Linked DNA regions of Triticum aestivum: region 1 is linked to region 2. Evidence: chromatin contacts called from public Hi-C data. All regions are on one chromosome and are shown on one strand. Each heading gives the region's core, a stretch centred on a gene start, on an enhancer-like site or on the middle of the called end of the contact. The rest is flanking DNA. Distances are from core to core; before and after follow the strand shown. Region 1 holds the start of LOC123039534 (probable serine/threonine-protein kinase PBL12). Region 2 has its middle 19 kb from the start of LOC123104901.

Region 1 (2,700 bases), core at 21-2,520, 100 kb after region 2:
AACTTCTTGATCTTTCCCTTATATGTTCGAATGTGCCGCTGGTGATCCTGCCCACGGCTGTTGGGAGACCAAGGTAATGCTCGCTAAAAGTTTCAGCATGTACATCAAGGGTGGTTTTGATAAGCTGTCGTTGATCAAGTGGGGTGTTTGGACTGAAGAAGATGGCACTCTTCTCTCTATTGACACACTGACCAGAGGCACTACCATAGATGCGCAAAATCGCATTCAATCTGTTCGCACTCTCAGCATCAGCCTTTCTGAACATGAGGCTATCATCTGCGAAGAGCAGATGGTTTACCCAAGGGGCGTGATAGTTGACTCGAATCCCTCTATCCACTGTGCCATAATGTTTGAGCAAGGAAGAAAATCCTTCTGCACAGAGTAGAAAAAGAAATGGCGACATCGGGCAGCCCTGCCGCAAACCCCGAGATGGGTTGAAGAAAGGCAATAGTTCTCCATTAACTCGTACTGAGAAACACACTGATGTTACACACTTCATAACAAGTCTGACAAGGTCTGCGCCAAAACCAATCTTGGATAGTATAGCTTCCAAATAACTCCATTCAACTCGGTCGTAAGTTTTCATCATATCAAGTTTGATTGCGCAAGAGTAATTCTTCCCCTTCCTCCTTCGCCGCCTGGCATGAATGCTTTCGAACGCAACCAAAACATTGTCAGTAATGAGGCGTCCGAGGACGAAAGCGCTTTGCTCCTCGTTAATGAGCTCATCCATGAAATCCCGCATCCTATTGATGATGACCTTGACAGCCAATTTGTACAGAACCAGGCATAACGAGATAGGTCGATAATGTGAGATGGTTTGTGGGTTACGCACCTTAGGGAAAAAACCATTTTACTAGCAGAAGAACATGGACGTAGCCAGAAGAGGCAATTATCTTCTCTCGTACTACTAAAACATTCAACCGGCTGCCTGATCGGCATATGTTGGGTTTTCACGTGGTCTGACACCTGCCACTAGTTAATTTGCATCGCCAATCGGTCAATCACGGCCAGCATCGACACGGAGCGCGCATATGGCCCCTGCTTCAAGCAACCTCACGTTTTCCACCCGTCCCGTCGCGCGCCGGGTCAGCGTCACGCACGTAAAGCGGTGTGATGCGCCCTCGCACCAGATTCCAGATTACCGGTCTCCCGTGGCATCTCCCTTGCTCGCCCGTTCCGTACGAGGGGAAGAGGAAGGAAGGCGGGAATAGTCAAGCCCCCGGAAGCTCAACGACTCGTCTGCTTCTTGTTTGCTACTGCCCGCGCGCCGCGGCTTCGTGCCCCGCGACAGGGTCAAGGCAAGCCAACACCACGATTCCGTTCCGTTCCGTTCCACCACCACGGCCATTATATATACCCGCCGTCGCCCACCGATGCTTCGTCGTCAACCAGTCTCTTCTCTCCCATCTCCTCTTCAACTCCCCAGCCCCTCACAGCTCGACCAAGAAACCAACCAATCTGCATCGCCAAGATCGTTGTCAGCTCTTCGATTCTTGCATTGCGCGGTCCATCTTCGATCGCCGCGGAGCAGGTATCGTATCACCGATGGCTTCAGCGCAGCCGTGGAGGTCTATGTTCTGCTGCGTCGGAGGCGCGGCGGCGGGGGCGGCCACCGACGACGAAGGGCCGTCGCCGTCTTCCACGCCGAGGCGGAGGAGAGGGGAGCGGAGGACGCTGCTGCCGTCGTCGTCCGCGTCGACGGCGTCCCGGCTCTCCCTGTCCAGCCTGGGGTCGACGGGCACGCTGACGCCGGAGGACCTCTCGCTGACGCTCTCCGGCTCCAACCTGCACGCCTTCACCTACGCCGAGCTCAGGGCGGCCACCGCCGGCTTCTCCCGCTCCAGGTACCTCGGCTGCGGCGGCTTCGGGCCCGTGTATAAGGGCCAGCTCGCCGCTGAGCTCCGGCCGGGCCTGGAGGCGCAGACGGTCGCCGTCAAGTACCTCGACCTCGACTCCAGCTCGCAGGGCCATAACGAGTGGCTGGTAAGTCGACCCACTGACTCCACCATTGTTGTTGCACGTACGGATGCATGAGCTGTCGAATAAAATACCTCCATTATTGCGCCAACTAACTTCTCCATGATTGATTCTGCAGGCGGAGGTGTTCTTCCTTGGGCAACTGAGGCACAGGAACCTGGTGAAGCTCGTCGGGTACTGCTACGAGGAGGAGCACCGGATGCTGGCCTACGAGTACATGGGCACCGCCAGCCTGGAGAAGCACCTCTTCAGAAGCATCGACGGCCCCATGCCGTGGATGACGAGGATGAAGATCGCCGTCGGCGCCGCCAAGGGCCTCGCCTTCCTCCACGGCGCCGACACGCCGGTCATCTTCCGCGACCTCAAGGCGTCCAACATCTTGCTCGACTCGGTGAGTCAACTGCACGATCAATCGAACCATCTCACCATTTTCTAGCCTTGACCACGAGTTGTCGATAGATCCACCTGTGGACGGCTGAATGTCAAAGTCTGGCACCCGTTTCAAACATGTTTGCTGGCTTCGCTGGAAAAGCCAGCGGCGCCATGATTGGGACTTGGAATAGGAAGGTTCCTGGATGCCCATTTGTCACATAAATCCTACTACTCACAATCAATAAATCTGTACCCACCCGTGCCATAATGTATGATTATGTCAGTATCAGAGCAACAGCCTGACAGATACAGCTTAGCACGATAGAAACGTTGTCATGTTACACGGAT
Region 2 (2,700 bases), core at 34-2,533:
CGAGGCTACGGCAGGCCAACTGAAAAACAAAGGAAACAGTGGCCCGAAACGTCAACTGATAAACACGACAGGTAGGCTGTGTTGTGGTTAGCAAACAGGAGATCTAAACTCTAAGATCATAACCAGCTTGCTTATTAATTCTCTTGGTAAGCAGAGCTGTCACAGACGAACATCATAATGCAAGTGCATCTGGAGCACGGGACAAGATGTTTGCTGCTCCTAGACGGACGTGGAGTATTTGAGCTCGGGCTCAAATGAGCGCGCATGAACAATAAAATAAAAATAAAATAAAAAAGTTTAAAAATTCTAATTTTTTTATGATGAAGTTTAACAAAAAAAAAATTAAGTGCTTGCAAATTTTCATTATGAGGTCACATTCGAGGAAGGCATGATAAAAGAAAACAAAAACGATGTTCTGAAAATACTACTTTTGAAAGCATTTCAGAACACTGATTTTTTTTTTGCCATGCCTTCCACAAATGTGATCTCACATGATGAAAATTTGTGAACAGTTAGCACATTTGTCAAAGTATACCACAAAAAATTCAGATTTTTTGATTTTTTATGAATTTACTGTTCATCCAGGCTCAAATGAGCTCGAGCTCAAAAGGATACTTTCCCACCTAGACCTGTAAATTTTACTTTTGAAAACACAGTACTGTGCACGTAGGACGGTTCAGTTCAGACAAAGCGTGCAATGCATAATCTCTGCGTCCAACCTGTCGGTCTGGCCACTCAACTTTTTTTTCAGGGTGAAATACTGTATTACTAAACTCACGAGATCCTTACAATCAATCTTAGCTAGCTCCATAGCAACCGAAGGTCCTGAACCAAACCAAGTCATGGCTCTACCTTCTTAACGAGTAAATTTAGCTATGCTACCACTATCCTGGCCACTCAACTTTACTCGATCTCCATGGTAGGATCAACCTGTGTAACACACTAGCACGTGTGTTCATGGTAGGGTCAAAAGAAATAAACTCCATAACCTGCCGGGCGTAGCAATCGCTTTGACGTGGGATCGGATTCCTTTTTGCCGTTTGCTGCTGTTCTACTAGCTTTCAGATACCAGTTCGAGCCAACGGCTTTACCAGCTTTGCAAGCAGCTTCCACTGTCAACCAGCCTTACTCCATTTAATTGGCTTTCACACTTTGACGGCGACCATTCACTGAAACGTTTAACTGGCTGGTATACGTGGAGTTTTCCTGTGGCCTGAGCGAGCACTTGTCACTATAGTTATTTTGATTGAAGCGCCAATCACAGCTCACTAACGTCAACACGGGCAGGCATACGCCCCCGCTTCAAGCAACCTCACGTTTTCCACCCGTCGTTGTACGCCGGGTCAGCCTCACGTATATGAGAAAGGGAAAAAAAATTGTGACTCACTCAACACCAGCTTCCAATTTCCGGGTCGAATAAGGGTTTTCTCATTCACTTGTGGAATTTCGCTCTCATATTCGGTTCATACGAGACGAGGCGAACGTGTGAATGCTCAAAGCTGAGGAAGCGGCTGTGTGACTAACCTTCTCCTTCTGCACTGCCACTGCCAGTGGATATCGTGTTAGAAAGAAATAACTTTAAAATTGGAGGCTATTACTACTGAAAGTGATAGGGCCTAGCCTCTCCTGTGCCGCTGGCCACTCCAGCCGTGGCGGCCACCATCTCCCGACAGCGGCCACTTTGGCACTGTCGGCCAAGCATCTCCTTCGCCCAGGCTTCATTGTCTTGCCCCCATGGCTTTCTCGGATCTCAAGTTTGAACCAAGCCTGGCTTTTGAGGCCTACATCTGGAAGCAGTTCGGAGTACCAATTAATCACGTTGAGGGTGACAGCCATCGGGAATTCTTTCCTGTGGTGGAGGTCTGCAGATCTAAGCTCCGTATCAACAGTTAATTGGTTAGTCTCATTCTTCGATCTTGCTTTGGTGGGCATGCTTCCTGCTTCAAGGTCTCCTGTCTTCAGAATTGATCATTCAAATTTAGTATTTCCTCTAAGGAAGTTGGTTTTGCGATTATCAAAGGGAGAAATTATGCGAATGATCTTTTCAACATGGGCTTCTTTCTCTGGGGACGTGGTGGTCCGGATTTCCGTAAAGAGTATCATTTGTACACGCAAGAATTGGACCAAGAATGGACCTTGGTTGATTGATCAAATGATCGTAGGTCCTATGCTGTTGCGGTTCAAACTCCTCGAATCTTTTCCTCCGTTGACCACACCTCCGAAGAACGTAATCCGTGCGTTCTTCCTGCTTGCGAGCGTTTAATGCAGTCAAGGCCTACCTTAACTATGATATTAACTTCTCTCAATAACATTGCTTTAGGCAGGGCCGGATCGTCGGCTATTCAAATTTCTGAGCCTTTGAGCAGCTCTCCTGAGGCCCATTGCAATCGTGCTGATTTCTGCATCCGTTGCCTTACTTCGGGCCACCTTCGGCCCAAGTGGACCAGTAGAATCCGTTGCAATGGCTGCAAGCGCTTCGGCCACATTCAGGCCAATTGCAGGTTTGGGGGCAAGGTTAACGCTCCCACTTCCCCTGTTAGGCTGGCTCCCTAATCGCCGCGTCCATCTTTGGTTGATCGCCGTGACAACCGCCCTTCGCCCGCAGGTGGCCCCACTAGCAGAGACACATCACCCTCCTTTGATCATTCAAATCGCTCTGACGAGCGCATTACAGCTCCTGCCGTCTCGCATTCCCACCTC

What was found. Hi-C and Micro-C count contacts between places; a contact is called where the count stands out from the background.
Region 1: a Hi-C map of leaf shows a contact between it and region 2, with 4 times the contacts expected there. The contact joins the promoter of LOC123039534 here to the enhancer-like site in region 2. A contact is called at or near these places in 3 of 5 Hi-C or Micro-C datasets (leaf and an unstated tissue).

The regions. Positions count from the first base shown.
Region 1 is chr1A:111,119,958-111,122,657 of IWGSC CS RefSeq v2.1, forward strand. It overlaps LOC123039534 (probable serine/threonine-protein kinase PBL12), which reads left to right and starts at 1,271. Exons shown (of 3, transcript XM_044462664.1): 1 at 1,271-1,986; 2 at 2,099-2,371. The coding sequence starts at 1,549.
Region 2 is chr1A:111,015,413-111,018,112 of IWGSC CS RefSeq v2.1, forward strand. No RefSeq gene overlaps it. Among protein-coding and RNA genes, the nearest start is that of LOC123104901, 19 kb to the left of the region's middle. Within about 2 kb of position 1,284, at least 1 of the 8 cell types and tissues checked has an H3K27ac peak or open chromatin away from gene starts, as enhancers often do. A contact at or near this core is called in leaf, where this site is marked.